2 separate regions of the Mus musculus genome follow, and region 2 is linked to region 1. The links are chromatin contacts, called in public ChIA-PET maps. All regions are on one chromosome and are shown on one strand. The core of a region is the stretch at or near the end of the contact, and the rest is flanking DNA. Distances in the headings are between cores, read along the strand shown.

Region 1 (7,400 bases), core at 3,158-5,657:
CTTCCTTTCCCAGCTGCTTCCCTGGAGACTGGCCTCTTCCTACAAACAGGAGCAGGTACCCTACAGGCTTTGGTGGAATGGTCTCCAGATTAACCAGCATGACATTCACACAGAACTGGGCTCCATGCCTTATTGCTGAATGACATGCCATCATGTGTCTTGGGAGCCAGGGAAAGGTGCCAGCTCTGTGCCAACTTGCAGGTGACACTCCTTGCCTGAGATTTCCCAATGCTGTCACTCTTCCAGAGTCCAGGGTGACAAACACTATACCTCTTTCCTCCCTCTCTCCCTTCCCTCCCTTCTTTCTTCTTCCTTCCTTCCTCTCCCTCCCTCCCTCCTTCCTTCCTTCTTTCCTCCTTTCTTTCTTTTTGTTTTGTTTTATTTTTCAAGATAGAGTTTCTCTGCATAGCCTTGGCTGTCATGGAACTTACTCTGTAGACCAGGCTGGCCTCAAGCTCAGAGCCCGAGTGATGGGACTAAAGTCATACACCCACACTCCCAGCTGACACTGCACCTCTTAAATCTAGAGACCCAGGACAGACAGACAGACAGACAGCTGAAGTGGGATCTGACTTTCTAGAAGCATTAATGGAATCTCAGCTGGATACTTGGCACCATGGGAGCAACCTCATACCCTTGTGTTTTGCTTAGTGTCCCTAGATATTCAATGACTAGGGGATGTGGGGGAAGAGAAGTGCCATTTTCATTGCAAAGTTTCATAAAGCCCAGGCTAGCCTTCGGCTTCTGTGTGTACCACCATACTTGGCTCCTGATGTGTCTTTAAACACAGAGATGTCTCTAGATCCTACAGCAATGTCAGCATCACTGAGACTCTGAAAAACTATAGCAATGCCAGCATCACTGAGACTCTGCAAACCACACGGGACCCTGGTCACAGGATGCTTCTGCAGGGACTGAGGTCACTTCCAACTCTGGATTCTCTGAAAGCTGCCACTGAGGGATGAACCTGGGGATAGGGAAGGACGGTGGACAATGAGAATCATATGGCTGGCATACTCCTCTCATCCCTGCACTGGGCTGAAGTGAGCTATGTCAAGATGGAATGCAGAGGTGGCAGCAGAGACACAGTTGATGTGGGGAGGGCCAGGAACCAATCAGTCCCTAATCTACTGTTGAGGCAATGTCTGACCTTGTCCCCTTTCTTTTTCCACACTTTCCCTTTCTCCCTCTTGCTCTGGCCCCTTAGCTCCAGCCCATAGGTTCTTTATTTGTTTCTCATTAAGGATGGTTGTGAGCCACCATGTGGTTGCTGGAATTTGAATTCATGACCTCTGGACGAGCAGTCGATGCTCTTACACACTGAGCCATCTCACCAGCCCCAACCTTGTCCCCTTTCACTAAGATCTCAGTGGGTAGCAAGAGACCTTCACTAAGGCAAGGAAGAACATTCCAGGAAGGACAAGCCTGAGGCAGCAATAGGATTTTGACTCCAGGGACTGAAAGGGTGCACACAGCATCCTTTATTTACAAAATACTGTCTAGAGATGCAAGGGTCGGGTGGAGGAGACACTGCAGGACAAAGAAGGCAGGAAAGAGGCCCGAAGTCACCTGATCACAGCTTTGGTCACTTGTCGAACACAGGAAACTCCAGGAGCCACAGCAGAGTCCTCAGAGATAGGACCCACCGTTCTAGCCTTGCTGGGATTTACTGAGATACTCCAGTATCTCCCCAAACCTGAGGATTTTATAGATGGAATACTTGTGGATCTGTGGTCACATGCTACAGTTGTGGTACTGTTAATGCCCGCTGCCTCTCTGGAAGCTTCCTCTGAATCCTTTGAGAATGTATCTGCATCCCACATGTAGTAACTCCAAAGATCCGTCCGTACTCTCATGGTAATCTTAATTGGAGGGAGACAGGATGTGCTCAGATTTTTTTTTTTCCAAGACAGGGTCTCACTTTGTAGCTCTGGCTGTCCTGAAAATCACTACAAAGACCAGGTTACTCTCAAACTCTTAGAGATCTGTCTGTCTCTGCCTCTTGAGCAAAAGCTGGCCAAAACTTTGAGAGCTGGCAGACACCTTAATCTTTAACCATAGATGACACTTCTGCCACTGGAACCACCCAGTTTGGTGTCATTTGTTGCCATTGTCCCAGGACTTGAGTTCGTGATACAGCTATGGCTTTGTGCCTTTTGGGGACCTCGCTGATATGTTACATTAATTTGGGGGGACTATTAAGCACCCTGTGATTTTGAATCAATTGCTACGTGATCTTGAACAAATCATTCGGCTTCTCTGGGCTGCAGGTATGGTGATCCATGGTTTGGAAACTTTAGATGGGAGGGAGATTAACTTACGGTGGCCATGTTGTTCTGCTTGCAGAGGACTCCCAGACAGTCGTGTGCACCTGTGGAACCTATGGGGCCTGCACTCCTTACCTTGGAAGAGAGTGGAAGACGCACGCTTCAGAGACATTGTGACCAAAGTGACTGAGAATGGAAGGTTTGTCTTTAGAGGGCCTCTGTTTGCTGGCGATCATTAGTTTCTAGAACTTTCCTTCTAAGAGGAGGCTTATGACCTAGCAAAACCCAGTAATGTCTGACCTTCCAGTGGGCTTGGTAGGCACAGTGCCCAAGACTGCGACCCTGCTGGGGACAAGTTATTTTCAGTTATGGAGGAAAAGGTGCAGAGTAGTCATGCGCATCCTGGACATGCCGCCACAGAGGCAGAGAAGCTGAGAACTGAGTAGGCTTGGCCCATCTGAGAAAAATGTTTTGAAACGCACCTGACAGGTACTTGCTCTTTGCCTCCGTGACCAGCAAGCCACCATCTGCTAACTGGAAAGGTATTACGTTCTCCCATGCACCTGTGTAAGGCAAGCAACAATACCATGGCCTCTCTACTGATGAGGAGACTGAGGCAGGGAGCTCCCGACACACCCCCAGCACGGAGTAACTATCTATGGAATGTGAATTAGTCTGTATGGTATGTGTACACACGGGTGTGTAGGCCAGACATTTGAGGTCTTCCCTAGTCACGCCTCACCTTAGTTTTTGAAACAGGGTTCTCTGAACCTGGAGCTCACAGATTAGGCCAGCAAACCCCATCCCCCTTCTCTCTACTTTCCCCATACTGGTACCACTACTCCTGGCTTTTTATGTAGGTTCTGGGATTAAACGTGGGTCCTCATACTAGGACTAAGTTTTATTGCCACAGCCCCATAGTGTGAATTAGATGAATCAGAGAGAGGCCAAGACCTGTACCCAGCAGACACTACAGAGCCTGGACAGGAAGGAAGCACCCTGTACAGTCACAGTCCTCTACCTCCTGTTCATATATGCTGGCCCACTTTGTTGCTTTTGGTCCTTACATGAAGCTAGCAAAGTTCCTGCTGCTGATCCTGGTGGATGTGGAGATGGAGGCTCAGACAAGCTTGGCTGTCTGCTTCTACCTGATAGCTTCCTTTCCTTTCTCTGTGAGCTCTGGCCCAGCTTGGGGTCTGCAGCTGAGGACTTAGTCGGTCCTTGCCTTGGAGAGACTTGTGTTCATCACGAGGCTCATTCACATCTCTAGGTCCTGGTAACTGTAGCCCATCTTCTCAAAGTCCAATGCAGGTATCTCTGCCAGCCTCAACTGGTTCAGCTAACATCAGCATCTCCAGGGCTTGGAGCTGAGGCTGTCAGTCAGACACCTTTTTGAACCAGAAAGGACTAGGTTTGGAGTCCCCTCTTTGGACTGGAGATGGTGACACCAACCCTAAACATTTTTTCTGAAAGGTAGAGGTGAGGAAGACAAGCCTGCACTGCTTCTCTTCACAGTGAATGCCCGTGTCTGGGCCTGGAGACCTGTGCTCACACGTGCTCCAGAAAGGTCTCCTCACAAGTGCTTGGAAAGTGCCAGCTCTAAATGGGTCCCAGAGAGATTTCAGCTCTCATCGAAACACTGTTTTAACTGCAAGCTAGTACCCACACACATTGTGACCTGCAGGACAAAGGCTGTTTTGTGTTTGTTTCCCTTCCTGTAACCCAACCTGAATAGCAATAAATAGGAGACGCAGAGTACATTCACCCCAGCTTTCTTCTCTTTTCAGATGAGACTGTCGGGCAGGGCTTGGCTTGCTTTCTTCTACTTTAATTCAGAAACAATCGTTTCATTTGTATTTCTGTATTCTTGTTCTGAAATTCTGTATACCAGTACCACGACATGGGCACTCTACTGCTAGACTTCAAGACAAGGGCTTTACTGCCCCTTTGCAGATGGAGAAACTGAGGCCCTGGCTCAGACCGAGTCCCCACTGTAGGTTGTTGCTTTGGGCAGGGGGCGGGGAGGGGTTGTGGATACTGCCTGGTGGTTCCCCCAGCTCTGCCACTGTCCTGGCTTCCCCCAGGCGCTGCAGCTGTCCTAGGGTGCAGAACACTGTGCACACGTGCTGATAGCTTACCGTGAACTGCTGCCTTCTTCACTTAGAGCAGCCAGCTGTGGCAACCAACCACAGAGCAAGTGCAAATGAGCCACAGTTGGCCACTTAAGTTTCTCTTTCCTGTCAGATGGGTGACTTATGGGACCTGTAGGTGTGCAGGGCCACAGAAGGGACCTGGCTGGCTTGTCCTTGAGAAACACACACAAGAATACCTATGAGCTATTTGACTATTTCACCAGTCACAGAAAGATCCCTGGTAATGAGTTCCAGAAGGTTCCTTCATGGCCATTCTAAATCTCCCCAGCACACTATTTAGCCAAAGACTCTGCCTTCTTAAAATGTTACCTTTTCCTGGTTTGCTTGTTTTTGTTTTGTTTTTGGAACAGTCTCATTATGTTGCCAAGGCTAGCCTGAAACGATCAAACTTCGTGTTCCCAATTGCACTGAACTTCCTTTGTCTTAACTTTATCGCACTAATATTTTTTGTGTGCTTATGTGCATGAGCATCCGTGAACGGCAGTGAGAGTGAGAAGATCAGAGAACAACTTGTGAGAGTCAGTCTTCTTCCATTCGTGGGTCCTGGAGATTACACTCAGTCATCGAGCTTGGTGGTACGAGCCATCTCTCCAGGTGCACGACCATCTGTCTGAGCATGTATGCGTCTACATGCATGTGTGTGGATACATGATATGTGTGAACATGTGAAGGGCTGAGGTTGTTCAGTAACACTCCACTTTTTTGATGCATGGTCTCTCCTTTAATTCAGTTTGGCAATCCCATCTAGTCTAACTTGCCAGATTGCCCCAGATATCCCCATCACTGCCTCCTGAGTGCCCACACCTGCCTAGTTTACCTGGGTTCTGAAGGTCCAGGTTCTGGTCCTCATACTTACAAAGCAAGCACCTTATTCACTGAGCCATTCCCCTGGCCCTTTGCTTTGTTAGGATCTCATTGTATAGCCTAGGCTGCCCTTGAATTTGTGACAATTCTCCTGCCTCAGTCTTTTTTTTGTTTGTTTGTTTGTTTTGTTTTTGTTTTTTTTTTTCAAGACAGGGTTTCTCTGTGTAGCCCTGGCTGTCCTGGAACTCACTCTGTAGACCAGGCTGGCCTCAAACTCAGAAATTCGCCTGCCTCTACCTCCCGAGTGCTGGGATTAAAGGCATGCACCACCACCGCCCAGCCCTGCCTCAGTCTTCAGTGTTGGGATTATAGGCAATAGCAACTATGCCTGATTTTTTTTTTTGTTGTTTTTTGTTTTTGTTTTGTTTTTGGGGACAGGGTCTCACTTGTAGCCCCAGCTGGCCTTGAACTTGAACTCACAAAGACCTTCCTGTCTCTGCCTTCTGAGTTCTGGGACTGAAAGTATATGTGCCACCCACACTTCTGGCTTGATCTTTTCTTGCTCTCAAACTGTGTGTCCTCAAACACCCCCAGAAAGAGCAAATGTTTCTACCATAAAGAAATAAGGGCTGGGGAGATGGCTCAGTCAGTACAGCACTTACCTTGCGAGCATGAGGCCCCATGTGTGACCTAGGCACACAGGGGTGGTGACATGTACTTGCAATGGAGGCAGAAGCAGGAAGAGCCCTGGGACCCACTGGCTAGTCAGCCTAGCCTACACTGAGAGTTCTAGGATAGCAAGAGATTCCCCCCATAGCAAGGGAGATGGTGCCCAAGGAACAATACTCAATGTCCGTATCTGACTTTGCAGGGACTTATGAATGCAAACACACACACACAGACACACACACACACACACACACACACACACACATCCGTCCTGTGTGTGTGTGAGGGAAGTAGATAGTCTTACTGTGACTTATGCATTATAGTGTGAACATGTGCGGGAACATCGCATACTCTTTCTTAATATGTACTGGCTTTAGGTGCTAAAAGGCAAATTTAAAAGTCTGGTGTAAGCCGGGCGGGGTGGCGCACGCCTTTAATCCCAGCACTTGGGAGGCAGAGGCAGACGGATTTCTGAGTTCGAGGCCAGCCTGGTCTACAGAGTGAGTTCTAGGACAGCCAGAGCTACACAGAGACACCCTGTCTCGAAAAACCAAAAAAAAAAAAAAAAAGTCTGGTGTAATGCTTGTAATCCCAGCAATGGGGAAGTGGAGGCAGGAAAATCAGGAGTTCAAGGTCATCTTCAGCTACTTAGCCACACAGCCAATTCAAAGCCCTCTTCCTCCCACTGGATGGTTGGGTGCTGTGCACAGGCTGCAGATCCTGGATAGGTGGCTCCTGACCTGACCTGAGTAATTACATTACTCATAAAAGGAATGCAAAGCGACAGTGGAAGGGGACTCCTGTGCCTCGAAAACCATGGAGGCCATCTCCTCCTTCTCCTCCTCTTCCTCCTCCCCCTCTTCTACGGCTTCATATATGCCACTTCTCTTTCCTCTCCCTTTCCCTCTCCCTCTGTCCCCTCTCTCTCAGGAAACAGAGCCAGTGTGTGTGACACATAGGACATAGTGCCAGGCTAAGACACCAACACCCCAAATACTTCTCACTTGGAGACACTCAGTGTTCAAGAACCCAGATGGTGATAGTGCTGCTGAGAACACACAAGTCATCCTGGGAAGGCGAAAGTGAAAGAGTGGGGATTCATCAATACTCATGGGGGAAAAGGAGAGGGAAGAAAGAGACAAGAACAGGAGAAAGGAGGCTCTGTAGAGAGCCATTGCCAGCAGTGTGAGCCCTGGGCTCCTGCCCCAGGCTGGAGAAAAAGTTTTCCTTAAGTGTCTCAGCTCCAAGGAAGAAAGTAGGGGTGGATGCATGCCAAGAGTCTTTATTTAAACCACAGTGGGTAGGTGGCTAAGTGGGTGGCTTGGTGGTCTGCCCCTGTCACTCAGCATTTGGAGGCCCACAAAGTCTCAGTACTATGGTCACTGGTCTCCTGGGCTTGGGCAGAAGAGCATCATGATAGGGCATGTGAAATTCTATACCCACGGTCAGACAGAAAGCTAAGTGGGTGAGTGTTTCAGTTAGGGTTTTATTGCTGTGAACAGACACC
Region 2 (7,400 bases), core at 2,177-4,676, 370 kb before region 1:
GCACTTCCTCCAGGGTCACCCTTGGAACGTCTTCCAGAGTTGCAGCCTGTGGGGCCTTAGAACGTCTTCCTCCTGCAGCCACTAGGTCCTCACGGTCCAAAGTGGCAGCTGCCAGAATACAGAATACCAGAACTGAAAAACCAAGACACAAGGTGGGACTCAAACCCACAATCTCAGAACTGAAAAACCAAGACACAAATTCAGCGGTGCCACACTTAACAGACAACATAGAAGACTCACACAAACAAACGTACCTCCAAGGGGTCTTTCAGGGTTCCTGGGTGTCACGCAGATCTCGCTGGGGCCTCCAAATGATAGAACTTAGTGGGGAAACCCACACTCTGTTCCCGATTCGGTTCATGTGTATGCATATGTAAATGAAAGAGCTCTAAGGGGAAAGGTATCCTGGCAGTAAGGAGCCAAGAAATACCACAAAGTCACACTGTACAAGAAACCTCACATGGGAAAAACAGAAGAGGGTGACAGCCCTTGCTCTAGTGAGACCCAGCACAGGACTGAGCAGGAGGCAGGCTGTATATAGGGTTTCTAGTGGGACCCAGCACAGGACTGAGCAGGAGGCAGGCTGTATATAGGGTTTCTTGGGGGGAGTGGGTGAAGACTTACGAGGTGGTGTCAGATTGGTGGGATTTTGTGACCTGATCTTGGGGCAAGCTGAGGGATTGGTGGGATTGTATGGCTTGATGTTGGGCTTTTTTTTTCCCTTGCAGGGTGGCGTTTGGCTGCTTGTGTCTTGAAAGACAGAAACTTGAAAAGGCAGGTAAGCCTGTTCGAGTAGTCTTGGGGGTATCTTGGCACCTCTCCAGCTTCATGGGGCTTGTATGCCTACACACACACACATGCACATTAATAAAAATAAATTTTGGGGCTGGAGAGATTGCTCAGAGGTTAAGAGCAATGGGTGCTCTTCTAGGGGAACCTGGTTCAATTCTCAGCACCCACAAGTAGCTGCAACTCCAGTTCTAAGAGATCTGACGCCCTGTGGTCTGACACATAAATACAGATATATATGTAGATAAAACACCAATGCACATAAAAGTTTTTAAAAAATATTTAAAAAATAAAAATAAGCTTTAAAAGGTCTGTGGCTATAGCTCAGTGGCAGGGAGCTTGTCTAGCACATGCAAGGCTTTCTATCCCATCACCTGTTTGGGGGCATATAATTACTGGATAAACTGATGAATCAAATATAAAATCTGTCCCATTGACTCCTGAATATTCTCCCCTGTCCTTTGTGTAAATTGACCCTATTTCTAATGAACTGACTAATGGTTAGCTTGCATTTAGTTTCAGGTATAAATTGATGTTAAGGCAAGTCAGCATGTGGACAGTTTATGTTGTTTTGATACTGGGTCTCACTCCATTGCCCTGGCTAGAACTCTACATAGACCAGGCTGGCCTCAATCTCATAGAGATCATAAAACACTGTGTGTTCCGGGCCTCTGTAAGGTACCAGAGGATGGAAAACAGAATAAAGACTGGGATAGTGATGAACTTTTAATGCCAGCCCTTGGGAGGCAGGAGCCTAAAACAGTTCTTCAGCAAATGCACCTATCCGGTACAGCACCCAGGTAAGAGGCCGGGGACTTCCCCACTAGTATAGAAGACAAAGAAGCAGAGACCCTTACAACACACAGTATTCTTCAAGGCTAGAGAAGGTTCATCCATGCTCAGCCCTTCTTTTCCTTTGCTCCCTACAGTACATATAATGATGGGTTCCCAGATATATCTACTCTCTATCACCAGCAACTTGTGATTATTGCTACCTTGCCTGGAAAATCACTGGGAATCTCCAGGTGGGATCCAGGACCTCCTTGTTTCAAATGCAATCACCAGGGCCCTTTGAGGGACAACTGAAAGCAAAGACCCAGAGAAGGTGTGGCAAGGAGACCTCATTTAGAGGAAAATACTGGCTCTGGAGATGACAGGCATGACCTACGAGTCCAGGAGGCCTCTAGGAGCTAAAAAGAGGCAAGAGCTCAACACTAGTTTCCAGAAGGGACAAGCCTCGTCAGCACCTGGACATCACCAGTGAAACACCTGCTGCAGACTCTGGTCCTTTAGAACTCTTAAGTTTATGTTGTTTCAAGGCAACAAAAATGTAGGCCATTGGTACAGGAACAACAGGAAGTCCATACATTCTCATCAAGTTTCACTTTGTACTGGCCCAGTACTGACGACTTCCTGAGCTTACAGTAGCACTCTGGGTCCAGACAGAGTGCATCTCAGTGTCTTCCTTCTAATGTAAACTTTTCCCTCTGTCCCCAGTGGTCCTGGACCTGGGTATTTCTTGCTTCATAGCCAAAGAAGACCTGGAACTCCTATCCCCCCCCCCCCACCCCCATGTACTGCTATGACAAGGGTACCCCACCATATCCAGTTTATTTGGTGCTGGAAATCAAACTCAAGGCTAGGCAAGCACTTTGACAACTAAGTTACATCCTCAACCCCTTTCACTTTTCTGCTTGTCCTTTCTATATATCCGCCCAACGGCATGAAGAAACTTTCTAAAACTGCAAATTAGACCTTGTAATTTCCATCTCAGACACTGAATTCCAAATTTCATGCAGTGGCTCATCCTCTTTGAGCTTTCTACACACACACTTTGTCTTCCCTGTCCCTCAGCAACTTAGGCTCAGGATCTTTCCCACTGCCTGGAAGCACTCTCCCTTCTACTGCCCTGACTTGGAGCACTTTTCACATCTCCAGTCGCAGGGACTCAGCCTTACATTGTTCTGTCTGGGGTAATGTACACCTGACCACTGAAACACCGGTGAATACAGCGACATATAAGTTGAGATGAAGGCCAGGGAGAACAAGAGCTTGTGTTGGCTCTGAGATCCGTCCCTACATTCATTTGCAAAAATACCGCATTTTGTTTTCAAGATGATAAAAACAGTGACTGCGAGTAGGATAGGGAATTGAGGACAAGTTCCGAAGTGACGCTCCGGCGTCCGAATGAGTTTAGGTCACCTCCCTGTTCAACGCGGGTCCCTATGCCTGTCATTCATTTGAAAGGACACGACTGTATGGCTGTTTTCAGGGTGACGGTAACAGTATCGGAATGCAAAGCAGGACGCTCAGGATAAGTTACTGCAGAGAACAGATTCCGAAGGAAGTGACACCCTGGTGCCCAGATGAATCTAGGTCTCCTTCCAGTCCTACTTTGGTATCCAAGCGGTGTGGGAGAGGGCGATGATGCTGGGCTCAAGAGCTTGCGGTCTCTCACCCCCTTCCGTGTGGCCGCCCAGGGTTCCGCCTATCGCCGCCGCTTCCGCAGCCCCGAGGCCCCGACGTGGCGCCTCCAACCCCGGGCTGACACTGGCAACGCAGCCAATGGTAGCGTTTGCGGGGCGGCGCGCGAGGCCTCCCGCCGCCAGAGGGCGCCGCCCCGAGCGTCGCGGGCTGGCAGCTGCGGTGGGTCGCCCAGGGAAGCTGCGAGACTGTGAGAGCTCTTGAGCCGGTGAACGCACATCCCGCTGTCGCCTCCGCACTCCGCGCCCCTCGGCTCCTGGGTGCCGCCCCGCAGGTGAGGGAAGGGGACGCGCGGGCGTCGCGGGCAGGGTCGCGCTCTTCCAATCGCGTGCGTGCGCCGCGTCGCTTCGTGAGCACGCGCGGCCGTTAACGGACTTCAGGCGGGGGAGGGGCGCGGACCCCCGAACCGGCTGCACGGGCTCCTCGGGAGTCGTAATCCGGGCACGCGCGGCGGCCCCTGCCACCTGGACTGCCTGGCCGACATCCACGCACTAGCTTTTGGTGGTTTAGCATTTCGTTATTCCTGGGTGCTGGGTGATCGCGGGGCGTCCGTGTTAGTAAGTGTCTCGGTTTGGGGACGCTCGCGACGCCAGCTGAGTGCGCGCTCGCCGGTGTCGGGTTCGCCCCTTGCGGGTGTTATGCGCGGCCCACCCCGCGTATGGGTGGCGACTGGCTTCCGGTGTTCGGCCGGGGTTCGGAGACTGTACGAGGGTTCTCGGTTTTCCTTTCCCCACCCTTAAAGAATGGAGACCTGTCAGTTCCCATTAGCGGGAATTTCCGGTTAGGGGTAGTCAGCGCAGGGGTGTGGTCAGGTTGGAAGGTCCTAGCTGGGCCCAAGGGGTGGTGCCTGCGCTCTGACTGGGTGAATTTATTCCGGGGTTGGGCGTTTTTTGGGTCCCCAGATGTTAAGGGATCAAAGAGGGTCATAGTGTTAGGTATTTAAGACCAAGAGGGTCTGGTGTAGACCTGCGCTGTCCGATGGTAATGTGGCCACTGGTAAAGTGGGGTGGTCGAGCACTGGAATGTGGCAAGAATTGAGATTCACTTTTGGTTTCAATTTGTTTGTTTGTTTGTATGTTTGTTTCGAGACAGAATTTCTCTGTTTAGCCTTGGCTGCCCTGGAACTTACTTTGTAGACCAGGCTGGACTTGAGCTTAGAGATCTGCTTTCCCCTACCTCCCGAATGCTGTGATTTAAAAGCCGTGCCACCACCGCCCCACTCCGGTTTCAGTTTTAAAGTCTGATTTGAAAGATTTCGTTTGGGAGGAAGAAAAAGAACGAAAAAGATCTCCTTGGTAAACTCCTATGCTTAAATCAGCCAGTGTTTAGCAAGCAGTGTGTTATATACTTGAGGTGATACCTGTTGTGGCTACGTTAGAATTAAAACAATCTGTCCAGTTTCTTTTTACTATTTTAGTATGGCCACTTCGTAATTTAAAATGGCACGTACCGCCGGTATCGTATTTCGATTGGACAATGCTCTACTGGACTGGGGGAGGGGCTGGGCGCTCTTGCCATCTGCTCTTTTCCTGCTTCTTTTGGAAGTAGCTGCTTTTCATGGAGGTCTTGAAGGAATCCAAGGCTCTCTTCACCTCCGTTGAAATGATGAGCAGAGCTGCACTGTGTGTGCGTGAGTGTATGTGTGGGTGTGGACTTGGTGTTGGTGTGGTGTTCTTCATCTTTGGACTAAATCAAGTGCATGGACAGTTTTCTCTATTGAAAAATTTCCCCTTTCTGCTCTGTTAGACCAGCAGGGTGCGCTACAGATGTGAATAAGGTTGAGTTATTGAGGTTGAAAATGTCAGTATTTGGAGTGGGGTATTATGCAAAGAACAGGTTGATCAGTGTCCTCAAGATGTACCAAAACACCCCTTCCCAGCTGTGTTCCTGTGACTTTTGGTTGGGGGTTATATTCTATATGCCTACAGGCTCTTGTCTTGTGGTTCCAAGATCTATTAGTAACAATGTTCATTTGCCAGCTGTAAGGTTTTACAGTTGTCAATATTGACTGATTTTTGAAACTGATTTGGGTGTATTCAATCCATTTGTAAATGACTGGTTGATAGTCAACTATAGAAATAGTTTGAGTAGCTAGTTAAGAAGGAGATAGAAATCAAAAACATCTTTAGACAGAATACCTCGGGAGGAAAGTTGCTTTCTAGATAATACCTTTGTGTGCTTTGTCTCAGCAAACCCACATTTTCTCCATGATCTTCAAGTGAAATGTGTTTACAGTGCCGGGTGTCAGCTGCGTGCTGTGGCCTCGGCCACTTAGAGTGAAATGGCAGGGTGCCTTGGAGCCCTGGAGTTCCCCAGCCTGGGCAGCGGTGAGGTCTCACCTCAAACAGCAAACAACAAAACAATTGGAACAAACTTCTGAGATATATAAAAATGAAGAAAAAGTGATTGGTGAGCGCTAGTTCTCCCTCCCTTCCTACACACACACACTCACACACACACACTCTTTTTGTTTTTTTGTTTTTTTTGTTTGTTTGTTTTGTTTTTGAAACACACAAACTAGGGTCATCAGGCTCGGCAGTAACGACTTAACCTGTCTTGCAACTCTGTCATAGCTTTCTCAGTGACTTCATTGATGTTAAAAAAAAAATGGGGTTGCTTAACTTTGCCAGGTTTTGCCCCAACAAGAAGTTTTGCAAGTTTGCCTTTTAATTTTACAAGTTTAGCAATGTGTTGTCTAGTTAATTTCATAACATTATGGAAGATAAGAGAGGATGTGAATTTGGAGCCAGGGGTTGCTCGAGCATGCATGGTGAGAAGGCAAGAAGTGTCAGCCTTGAGCAGGAGGGCCTCCTGAGGATCGGAGCACAAATTATCTCAGTGAAATCTTTTCTTTTGAAGAATCCCAGGTTTATAGCTGAGATGCACAGTGAGTTGCTTTGTCTGGCTGGAGGCTGCTTCCCTTATAGAATCCAGAATCTCTTGGTTGCTTCAAAGTTCCTGCTTGGGGGGTGGGGGGTGGAAGGGGGGATTTAGCTCAAACCAGGAGTTACCTTTCTGGTGCTGTTTGTTGTAGTCCTTTGCACTTTATGAACAAGACCAATGTTGTCACCAAACTGATGCTCCGGAAACTCCAGTTTCCAGGAAAGGGAGCTATCTCAAGAAGAAAGAAGCTGACTCAAGGAAGAGAGAAGCTGTTTCAGGAAGAGAGAAGCTGTTTAGCAGGGTTTGTCTACCTGGATTGCAGCGGGCAGGGTGTGGCATTTTGCCCTCTTGCCCAGGTCTGGATAAGTGAAGAGTCAGCTAATGTGCACTGTTGCAAGATGGGTTCTCAAAATGTTACTTGAACCACTTGGCTTTATTTTGTTGGGTTTTTGTTTTGTTTTGAGGCTGGGTTTCTTATGGTTTCTTATATGTAGCCCTAGTTGTCCTGGAATTTATAGATCAGGCTGGCTTCCAAATCACAGAAATCTACCTGCCCCTGCCTCTTGAGTGCTGAGACTAAAGGTGTGTGCGCCACCATCATCTGACTTGGTGGTTGTTTTAAATCAGGAAGTCTGAGGAGAGAATTGCAATTAAAAATTTTACTTGAAACTAGGGACACTTGGGCAGGGAAATGACTCAGTGGGTAAAGGTGCTTGCTGTGCAAACCTGAAGACTCAAGTTCGCCCTCCAGAACCCACATAAAGGTGGAAGGAGAGAACTGACACCATCCAGTTGTTGTTTGACTGTGTGTGTGCCATGGCACACGGGCTCACATACATAGCACATACAAAGAATGAAGCCTTAGGAACACTTTTTTAAAAAGCAAAAATACAGGCAGAGGCAGGTGGATTTCTGAGTTCGAGGCCAGCCTGGTCTACAGAGTGAGTTCCAGGACAGCCAGGGCTATACAGAGAAACCCTGTCTCGAAAAACCAAAAAAAAAAAAACCAAAAAAAAAAAAAAAGCAAAAATGCAATAATACTGGACCACATTTTCTTACATTCTTTAAAAATATCTCTTATTTATATCTTGACAATTTCATACATATATCTTGATCATATACACATCCAGAATGCTTTGCCAGTCCCATAATGGAAGTTGAGTCAGGCCCACCTGGTAGTCTGTCTGTTGGGATGCCTTGTAAAGAAGGTTGCTTCACACAAGTATTTGTATCTGAATATGTCC

Evidence for each region. ChIA-PET counts read pairs in DNA pulled down with a chosen protein or histone mark.
Region 2: an RNA polymerase II ChIA-PET map of memory CD8 T cells shows a contact between it and region 1, with 17 read pairs. The contact joins the promoter of Zc3h7a here to the enhancer-like site in region 1. A contact is called at or near these places in 4 of 39 promoter capture datasets (the C10 cell line, liver, neutrophils and 1 more), 1 of 15 datasets of contacts at CTCF or cohesin (the NIH/3T3 cell line), 1 of 115 datasets of contacts at active chromatin or transcription factors (memory CD8 T cells) and 2 of 9 other capture datasets (adipose tissue and liver).

The regions. Positions count from the first base shown.
Region 1 is chr16:10,803,333-10,810,732 of GRCm38.p6, reverse strand. No RefSeq gene overlaps it. Among named protein-coding and RNA genes, the nearest start is that of Prm1, 10 kb to the right of the region's middle. Within about 2 kb of position 4,407, at least 42 of the 459 cell types and tissues checked have an H3K27ac peak or open chromatin away from gene starts, as enhancers often do. A contact at or near this core is called in memory CD8 T cells, where this site is marked.
Region 2 is chr16:11,172,367-11,179,766 of GRCm38.p6, reverse strand. Zc3h7a (zinc finger CCCH type containing 7 A) reads left to right here and starts at 3,426. Exons shown (of 23, transcript NM_145931.3): 1 at 3,426-3,547. 4930509G22Rik (RIKEN cDNA 4930509G22 gene) reads right to left here and starts at 1,591. Exons shown (of 4, transcript NR_151506.1): 1 at 255-1,591; 2 at 1-132.